2 separate regions of the Anas platyrhynchos genome follow, and region 2 is linked to region 1. A link is a contact called in public Hi-C data. All regions are on one chromosome and are shown on one strand. The core of a region is the stretch at or near the end of the contact, and the rest is flanking DNA. Distances in the headings are between cores, read along the strand shown. Region 1 has its middle 12 kb from the start of STARD13. Region 2 overlaps STARD13 (StAR related lipid transfer domain containing 13).

What was found. Hi-C and Micro-C count contacts between places; a contact is called where the count stands out from the background.
Region 2: a contact with region 1 is called in a Hi-C map of subcutaneous adipose tissue, with 2.4 times the contacts expected there. The contact joins two enhancer-like sites. A contact is called at or near these places in 5 of 8 Hi-C or Micro-C datasets (F1 follicle, liver, skeletal muscle and 1 more).

What each region holds. Positions count from the first base shown.
Region 1 is chr1:183,407,228-183,412,688 of IASCAAS_PekinDuck_T2T, forward strand. No RefSeq gene overlaps it. Among named protein-coding and RNA genes, the nearest start is that of STARD13, 12 kb to the right of the region's middle. Within about 2 kb of position 1,999, at least 1 of the 8 cell types and tissues checked has an H3K27ac peak or open chromatin away from gene starts, as enhancers often do. A contact at or near this core is called in subcutaneous adipose tissue, where this site is marked.
Region 2 is chr1:183,480,800-183,485,739 of IASCAAS_PekinDuck_T2T, forward strand. The region is part of intron 2 of STARD13 (StAR related lipid transfer domain containing 13); the gene reads left to right. Among named protein-coding and RNA genes, the nearest start is that of STARD13, 61 kb to the left of the region's middle. Within about 2 kb of position 3,187, at least 8 of the 8 cell types and tissues checked have an H3K27ac peak or open chromatin away from gene starts, as enhancers often do. A contact at or near this core is called in subcutaneous adipose tissue, where this site is marked.

The sequences.
Region 1 (5,461 bases), core at 749-3,248:
GGGTATTCACTAGTCCTTCCTGTTGAGCTCCTCCACTTTTGCATCCAGAGCCCCAATTCCTCTTATCATGCCTTTTTTTTTATTTAAGAAACCTATAATGGCTTCCTACACAAATAAAAACAAGTTTCTGCAGCAGTGACCTCCTGAGTCATTTGGCTGAATGGTGCTGTGATGGATGTATGTCCATCACAAAATGTGAATTGTGAATAAATTCTGTGTCTGAGTTACATTGAAAAACTGCATACACAGAAGACATTAAGCTGTTATAAATTCAGTGCATTGTTCTCTAATGCAGTGATTATGGCATTATTTCTGTTTTTGCTAGTGCAAACAGGAGATCAAAATTTCTATTAGTATCGACTGATACTTGGTCTCATCCATCTATATATTTTTCAATATGCATGTTGCTCACATTTAAAGATAGATGTTTCTCTGGCATCACTGAGTGTCTAACATAGATCACAGCAAAATTTCCAATATTATGCCCATTTACTGCTTTTTCCACCATTGCTGCATACCATTTTAAATGATTTTGTGATTATTCAGAAGATCAGAGCTTCCAAAATTTGATTTTCCTGTGAAACATTGCAGTTTTGTTCCATTCTTCTTGTTTTCCACTTAATAATTTAAAAACTTGGAATGAATGATTTAAATATGAGTCATGTGCATGATGAACTATTCAGTGTATTAGGAACACAGATGTTTACTGACATAAATTATTGACATCATTTTGGGATGAACTTTGTTACAACCTTGAAGTGAGCAAGCTGATGGAGAATATGAATTAATGTATTTTCTGCTGCTCTGGAATATCCTCCTCTAAGGAAAGCTGCAAAATTTTTTTAAAGCAAAACTTTAAGCTCAAAATTATCTAAAGAAATCAGAAAGCATTCCCTGTCTATGATAAGAACTAAAATGGGTTCATCTGTATTTCAAAGAGAGAGAGAAAGAGAGAGAAATCCAAATGGTTTTTTGTTTTAGTGTGTTTATCAGAAAAGAAAGGTTGGTCTGAATAGGCTATTGTTAGTAACAAGCTTTGCTTCAAGTCAATAAATAGTTGAGTTGTTATATCATGTAGTTTCAGTTCATGAATTGTGCATCTGTTTAAGTCCTGACAGACTGAGAGTGCGTGTTTGGATGCTGCAAATGTTTCTTAGCTCACAATTTCACTTTTTGAAAAAGGAATGAAATATAGCTTCAATTGCTAAAGGGGAGAAATCAACATGAGTGTTAGGATAATTAGGGATATTTAGCAGTGTAGTTTATCTCAAAACTGTGAATGATCATGAATCTTGCAAGTGAAACTTCCAAAACTCTCTCAGTTTTATTCAATGTAATATATATCGTAGCTAACTCCTACTAGCGTATTAGTTTGAAAGGCACAACCAAGCAGATTTCAGGTAATTATCAATACCTTTGATCTCTTCATGCATGTCTGCAAAACCATTTGATGTTTGGTAAAGATCTAGCAAGAACCAAAGGCAGCCTATTTTCTAAACAGCAGAGACTGATCTGGAAAAGGTCAAGCAGAGAAAATGGATAAATACAGCAGCAAGTATCACACTAAAAATCACGTTTTCCTCTAACTGGCTAAATGAACATTTCTGAAGCTATTTTCTCTGTTTCGCTATGCCCTAATGAAAGTGAAATAAAATGTACAAAGAATCGTGGGTGTAGCTTTTTACTTCCTGGCTTTGACATTTCTGGCAGTTCATTACTGCTAAATATTTGTGAGCATTAATGGCAGTCAGAGCTCCAGAAACAGCCACCGGGAGGTAGATATACACGGAGTTATGAGTTGCACAGCATTCAGAGCAGCACTGGAAGGTATTTGAGCGCCAAGTGCCATGGATGAAGTTAGCTGAAACTTTACATTTGATCTCTGTCCCCAGGCTTGTTGAAGTAACTTCCCAGGAGCATGGGGCGGTGTACCAGCACGCAGTACCGTCGGGAAGGTTGGTCAGGGTGGTGGCGTTGGAAGGAGCGTGGAGGAGGCTGCTGCTGGACACCCGCCACTGGGATGGGTTTGAGTTTCCACACGCAAGCCCATAGTGGGGAAACATCCCAAAACAAATAGTGGAAACAATGTAAAAAGGGAACAGCACCACACACACTGAGATCTGTAGCAATCACGGACACCAGACTGAACAAAATGAGACAAGGCAGATCCATAGGTTGTGGGAAGCACAGATATTTTCAGAGATGCTGCAGCTGGCCAGCAAACATATAGATCCTTGCATAAATGCCAAGCCCCAGAAACATCTTCTCCAGCTAATTCTGGCCACATTTGACAATGAAGGATCTTACTGGTAAATAAGTTCCCACCCGTTTCATTAAAATCAGTGTAGAAATAGGAAAAAAAGAAGTAGAAAAGAAGAAAAAAAAAAAAAAAAGTAGCTCTTCCCCTTACTTCCTTCATTGAGAGCAACACAGCGGGGTTTGCTCTGCAGGTGCCTGGGGTGCGTGTTCTGGCAAGTGCAGAGCCCTGAGCAGTCCCTGTGGGCCAGAGTCAGTAGCAGGGCAGGGATGGGGAAACTGGGAGGATCCCGTGTGTCAGCTCTACAGAGCCTGTGGGAATATGGCCTTACAAAGACTATTGCTATGAAATTAATGTTTTGCTCATTCTGTTGATCTTGAAGAAATTCTGCCTTCATTCAGCAATGGTAAATCCTAAGCACAGAGGAAAAACAAGTATCCCTCAGGTGCCTGACTGTTTATAACAGACACCTTCCAAAAAAATGACCTTCATTTCATTGTGTCTCTCATTTTGCCCTCCACAGATGAACTTTCTCTGTAGCCTGTGTTTTGGAGCACAATCCTATATGTGCTATTTCACATCGTGAAAACATTTGGCCAACAGACATGAGCATATTTATTTACATAGTTATATATTGGCTTAAACTGTCTGTTAAGGATGTGCTATTTTTAATCATGTCTGTATATGCTGTTCCAACAGCTGCTGTCTTAATTCTGAAAGGGAAGAAAACATCAGTCCTCAGGTGGTCAGATGACAACTGTAAAATGCACTTTATTTCCTCCCTTTAGCTGCACATACCATGCGTCTGCAGAATAGTAAATCCACTTGGTCCTTCCCAGTCATATGCTGAGATATGGACATACAGAGGTGCTCCACAAATGTTTGGTTCTCATGGTAGCCTTAATTTCTGTACTACTGGGTGCAGTGTTGACCTATATTTAGATAATTTCACATTTACAGAAAATATTGCCATGCTGGCAATATTCACTGAAAACTAAAAACAATGAATTTACACTCAATATGGACATTACACTTACAATAAGGACATTTTCAGTATAGCAGCAGGAATACTAGGCAAGATTGGTATGATCTAGAGTTCTTTATTTATAGTATTTTATTCTTAGAAGGCATGTGCTTCAAAAGTTGTTCTTTAAGAAAATAATAATAATAATCAGATTTTCTGATTAATAATCAGATTTTCTGATTATTAATTTGATGACAAATCAGTCCTTCCTTAGCAGTTCTGGACCAGTGTATGCCAGAATCTGGGTTTACAGTAACATCTGTTATGAAGAAAAAAATAAAAAAGTACTAAAAGCTCAGATACAGAGGGAACCAGGTCTGATGACATCTGACCTGACTTTCTGGTGCCCAGCTGGGAAAGAGAAATATACAGTCCTGAGTTACTTGCCTAAATATCCTGTACAGCTGAGGGATGGAGTCAGGCACCTGGCTGTGGGATTTACAAGAGCCAAATGCCAAGCAGAAAGATGCAGAGAAAATGCTGAAATGAGGGATGTGTCTGAAGTTGCTTATCTCCTCTCCCTCTGATTTGTGTGCCTGGGAAAGAGGCCTTCCCTCTTAGTCACTTCAGTTGCTGCTTGGGTATGAATGGCTTGCTTACTCTTTTAAAAGAAAATGCCTACCAGTAGTCATGTAGTTCTTCACCTTTTATGTAGTGCGAGTGATGGGTGTCACCCAACAGGGATGCTCATTCAAAAGATTTTGGGTAACAGCAAGGCTTTGAACTCTGCTTTGTGCTGAGCTCATTGTTGTTGGTACAGGATAGCAGCGTGTAACTATCCCTGATCTACAAAGGATTTTAAGCATCCAGAAAACTAGTTAGAGAATGCCTAAACACAGGTGAAGTAAAATATCTGCTGAGACACTCACCTCATCCAAGATAAGAAGGCCTCTGGGAATATGCATTAGTTGTACTTTAGGTGCCTAAATAACTTTACTGATGACAGCTGAGGTGCCTTTCAGGTATGCATGCCACAGGCAGAATTTTTGTGACTCACTCACTTGAATTCAGGCATCTCCATTCTGCTTGAGCTATGCCATAGGCACCTAAAGGCTTTTGGAATCTTCTCCTAAATTATTTGAATTTATAAAAATGTCTTGTCTCAAAAGTATGGCAAGGATTCAAACTGCTTCTCGTTTCGCTATGTGAATGAGTAGGAGGTGATGTTTTAAATTTTTCTGTATTGCTTCATAGTCTTTACATAATTACCAGAATGGGATTTAAATTCATCCAGAACTTTCAGTCTCTTCCAAAGCATGCACTGATTTGACCACAGGTGTATGCTGTATAACTTAAAACAATTAAGACAATATCTTAGGACTTCTACACATTTTCTTTGCCAACCTCTTTATTTTGCAAATATGATTGTGAGGTCAGATTTTTGTTATCCCAGAATATTGTTTCAGATAGCATCTAGACACTGTTCTGCATGTTGTATCTGACATTTATACCTTATTTGCCAGACAAGCACCCTCATCTGCTACAACCCTTTTTAAAATTCCCCACAGCAATGGGAACTTTGCCACACTGTGAAAGGCAGCTCAGAGTGAATGGGCTGGTTTACAAAAATTGGAAAGTAGTGCTCTCTTTTGTCTCAGGAAAAGTGGTTTTATTTTTTTTTATTTTTTTTTTTCTTTTCACTAGGACTGGGCGCTGTAACTTGGGAGTATCAGTTCTAATGGTGCACTGGCAACAAAAGCTTATCAGATATGCAGAGCAGGACTGTGCAGTCTAACCAGGCTCACACTAGAAAGCCCAGAAAAATAAATCCATTGTACTAGCCTAAGATTTTACCTGTTTTACAGCAGCCCCATTTAATAAATCCTCTATGTTGTTGTCCTGTATGGGCATTTGGCTGGTGGCTGTAGCTATATCAAGGTGATTTATTACTGCTAGTGCCACATCCTGTTGGATTAATGTATAACATTACCCACACTGGAAGCCAGGCACACACCAGAAAATATGAGCTGTACTACGTCTACTCCCAACTCAAATATCAGTGGTACATCATTCCACATTCGTCACTGTGGTCTTATTGCTAAGGCAGGAAGCAATGAACAAAGAGGGAGAGCATTGAGGTGTGCATGATGCTGACTGTTGGGGAAGCAGAGGACTGGGGGTGGGCCGGAGGCTGCTCCCCCCTGCTCCTCTTCTGCAGTGGGCATGCTGTGGTTGAGGTA
Region 2 (4,940 bases), core at 1,937-4,436, 75 kb after region 1:
GGCCCAGGTGGCATATTATCTGGATTTGGTTGGTGAGGAGCATACCCAGTTTCCACACCATAGGAAAGCAATCTGCCGTATCAGGCACATGAAGTCTGTACATAGTCAGAGGAAAAGACATCGGTGTCTTTGAAGATGTCCAGAGGGAGATCCCATCTGACTCAGTACAGCATTTAGGAGACCTAAATCTTTGCCACACAAAATAGCTATTTTATTTTCTTTTACATGACTGCTCTTAACCGAATACCCTCCACCCTCGCCAGCATTCAGAAAGGAACTGACTACATTAGAGAAGGGTTTGCGATGAAGTTCACTGACTTCACTGGGGCTTGGCAAGGACCAGCTGTTCAGAAAAAATGGGTGTTTTCCTTCTCAGTAGATGTTGAGAGACCCCCTTCCTCCTAGTAAGGAGGAAAATGACAGCGTGTGGACTGAGTGACACACCAAACAAGAACCAAACAACCCAACACCCTCCTCACAATGCAATATTTCTTCCTATTTCTTGATCAGGGATTAATTGCCCTCTATGAAGGAAAAAAAATGTCATTTATATGTACTTTTTCTGACCAGTCAGTTATGCTCATCATCAGCTGCTCAGAAACACTTAGGGCTGAAATCTCCTCGGCTTTAACTTGTTGTGGGCGGTCAATCGACTCTCTCATGTCTATCCAGACCCAAATTGTGATTAAACTTTGAAGTTTGATCTCTCTGATACTTTTCCCTATCTTTCAAACTGGCTTGAAGCTATCTATGAATATATATATGGAACAGTATATGAATAATTTTATTCAAAAATAGGGGGTGAAATTCCACAGTAGCTGAACAAGCGCCAAGTCTGAAGAATATGACTTTGTTCTCTTAGTATGAAATAGTTAAAATATAATTATTTTAAATAAAGAGTGAATAAAATATAATGGAAGAAACTCTGAGGAAATTTATTTAGCATTTTAATTAAAACTATAAATTCTGATAATGAACACTTATTGGAAAATGTAAAGGAAAGGGCTATTACAAAAAGTAAATGAAGCTAGACCAGTCTGCAGAAAATAAAAAAATAATAAAAAAATAAATAAAAAAGATTTTTAAAAGCCATTTAAAACTATTTTGATAGATCTGTTCCAATATATTTGAGATTTATTTATCATGGAAGATTAGAAATTGGAATTTTATTCATTATCATCTGTGCTGATCCAAATGACAAAGGACCACAATTAAAATTAAGATCCCCTGGCACTGGGAGCTGTAGTGTAGCATAATTTAGGCTTCAGGGCCTTGATTCTCCTTGTGACCAGCTTCTCCTGATTGCCATTTGATGTCAAGGTAGGAGGCTGAGCCTCCAAATATGCATCTGATGCTTTGCCAGACTTTGCACTTCTTAATTAAAGGCACTGTGATTATGGTCTGACTTCGTCTTCCAGCATCCAGGATTTCTGCTCTTCCTCCCTCCCTCCTCATGTCCTTCCCTTTCATGCTCCCCAATGTAATGGACTTTGAAAAAAAGACTTCGTATCACAAGAAAGATCAAAAAAGGGTCTCCAAAACTGCACAATTGGGCTCATTTTAATATGCCAAACAAAATAAGTAAATTTTAAACCCTTTCATAAACACTAAATTTTAGTCATTTATCTCTTGTCCTGAGCTGAAATACATGAGTTTAAAAAATTTTCTCCAGTCTTTGAAGTCTGCTTTTGTATTCAAATACCAGAGGTGAGCTCTGCCTCGCCACCAGCAAAAGCAATCAGCTGCACCAAGGGAAACTGCAGTAGGATCAAGCGGTTCAAACAAAATTATGATTTCAGCTGGAGCAGCGCGCCTCTGACAGCCAGCATTGCCTAGCTATTAGGATTTGGGTAATTTTTACACGTGTAACTGCCTGAAATTACCCATTCAGATGCTGCTATTCATAAAAGACTATCAAAATCAAGGCAATTTAATCAAACATCAGGTTCGACATAATTATTTTTCTGAAGTTGAGCAGAATCGGTCATGCCTGCACCAGTGTTATTTATCCTGGCTTCGTTTCATTTACAACAGAAGATTGTCCACGTACAATTCAGAAACGCCTGTGCAGATATTAGGCGCTTATTAAGTGTGGTGCTCATACAGCACGTGTTATTGCAGAATTGCTTCTGAAAACGTGTGTTTGGATAATTTTGGATCCCGGGTAACTCTGCTTGGATGCTTGTGAGGCACTCTAACTGGTGTAACCGAAAAAAATACTTCAGAAAACGTGTGTTTAGGTGATTTTAGGCCTCGGGTAACTCAGCTTGGCCGTTTCCCGCTGGGGAAACTGAGGCAGGGCCCCGAGAGGCGCCATTTTGTGCAGGCGCCCGGCGGCGGCCGCCCCTCACGGCAGGAGGCAGCGGGACGGAGCCCGCTGGGCACGGGCCGAGCCCGGCGCCCCCCTCACGGCCCGGGGCCCCCCGTGGGCTCCCCGCAGCCTCCCCGGGCTCGTTCCCCTGACGGCCCTGAGGGAGAGGCGGTGGGGAGCGCGGCTCCGCGCTCAGCCTCGCCCTCTGCAGGCACGGCTCAGCCCTTCCCCTCAGCGGGAGGGCGGCCAGCGGCTGCCGGGAGGGACGGGGAGAGGGCAGCGGTCCCCCCCCCAAGGCAAGGCAAGGCAAGGCGCGCTCCCGACCCCCTCACGCAGCCCCCAACGGCTCGGGAGCGCGCTTCCCGCCCGCGCCGCCAGGGCGCGCTCCCGAGCCGCGGGCGCCGCCTCCCGCCGGCGCCCGCCAGGTGGCGCCGCCGCCCCGCGAGCTGCCGGCCGCCGCCTGGCCCCGCCCACCCCGCCTACGTCACCAAAGGGGCGGGGCTCGGGGGAGGCGGGAGAGGGGCGGGCGGTGCTGCGCGCGCACCTCGGGGCGCTGGCCGGGGCGGGGCAACGCCCCCTGCTCCTCCCGCGCGAGCTGGTGGAAAGGGCGGGCTCGGGCTCGCGCTGGGGCCGTTGGGCGCGCGGGCGGCGGCCATTGTTGGCGGGAAGGAAGGGCGGGAAGCCGCCCCGCCCCCCCCCCTCCCTCCCGTCCCCACACAGCCCCGCCGCCAGCATGGCGGCCCCGGGGGGGTGGCCCCGAGTTCTGCCCTTGGCCCTAAAAACGTGAAGGCAGCATTGCCTGCCCTGTGATTTCGGTTGAAATAAAGTTTGTCCGTGCAAAGGGTGGAAAGTCGTTTTTTATTAAAGTTATTCTGCTAGATATTGAGGAGTCTGTGTGCAATCCGATGTCCTCAGGGTTATGATGTTAGCTAATTGCTCTTCAGGCTAAAGTGTAGGAAACATTTCTTTGTTCTTTCTCAGTTGTGTGATTTTTAGAGAAAAAGACTTTCAGAAAATTTAGAAAATTTAGAATTTTAGAAAAAAGACTTTGTGCTGCCTTTGAATGGGTTGGACTAGAGTATTGTGACCCCAAAACTCCAGGGAGGGTCTCTGGATGTGGAAGCTGCTGCTTCAAAATTAGGGTCATCACTAAACACCGTGATGTTACGAGTGCATCTGTCGTAAATGCACAGAAACTAAGCCCCAGGAGTTTCAAGACTGGTTAATACAGTCATGGGTTTAAAAAATAAATAAGTAAATAGGTTTATTAATAGGTATTTAACACTCAACAAATCCATAGATTGTGTTTAACAATCTTTTGCAGAGCTTTCCTTGAGTACTCTTTAATTGAAGAGCATGTCTTTCATCAGTTATTTTCTCTATTAATTTCTGATTCCTGCTTAGAAGGGTATTGCTAACCTGGATATTTCTCCTCAACAGTAGACTGTGAGAACTTTAGGGCAGGGAATAATACCAAATTTGAAAGAACCCCATGAATGCCTGTGAATCTTGGAAAGTACCCCTTTTGTTCTCTATATTTTTGTGTGTGTGTGTGTGTTTTGTAATAAGTATAATGACAGTACAAGTACCATTTTACCAGATTCATGTTTGTCAAGAGTGGCTTTAGTAATTATGTGTTTGTATGTAGTATAGGCCCCACAGAAGTACCATGTGATTCTTACTCTTAAAAACAAACAAAAAAACACCAGGGAATAGCTGTGCTATAATACATGGGAACACTTGCTATTACTAATTACTTTTTATTATATTTTAAGTACGCTGGCACTTAGCATTTGACGATAGGTTCTTCATGTACATAGAGCAATTTGCCAGATGTTGCTGCACCTCTGTCTTTATCCTTTACCATCTTGATCTCTGGAATATGTTCCAGCGTTGTTCAAGGAAATGTTGACAGTGTTATTTTCAGAAAAACGACTTGGGTGTAGTGTCAGACTGCCGGGGTAGCCCTGGCACTGTCAGGCAGGGATCGATTCACAGCTCTCAGCACCTGCAATGCCCTTTGGCCACACGCCGAGCACCAGCTTTCGTCAGGGTTTGCGCTGACAGCTGCCTGATTAGCTCCAGTTATCAAGGCAGTAGACAAATCCTTGCTTAATTCAACTATTAACTAATAATAGCGTCTTAATAATTGTAGTTACTCTTTTACTAATACTAAACAAAGGCCTACTTGAGCTGCAGCAGTACTGAGGGAAGCACAGCGTGCCTCAGCGACCTGTTAGCAGTTACCTGCTGCCCACAGCCGACAATGGGGCGAGTGTGGTGCCGGTATTGGCTTGGGTTGCTCCAGGCGAGGCAGTGCTTACCCGGCTCCAATTTGGGATACGCCACTCAGCTTACTTTGTTCAGGGGCCTGCAGCAAGAGGAAGGCACTGGCGCTTCCTCCAGTGTGTCTGTGCTGCAGTTGAGCCTAATGGTGGCTTCTCTTCTAGGGTCTTTGAAGGCTTTTCCCCAAAGTTTGCTTTACCCTTGATGGGGTTTATGTCTGATGTCTCCGAAGTGTTATGAGGGCCATGAGATCATTTTTATAATACCACCACGATCACTTGTATCGACTGTTACTGTTCTGGATGTTATTTTTAACTGTAAATCTCCAGGAATTTACATTTTC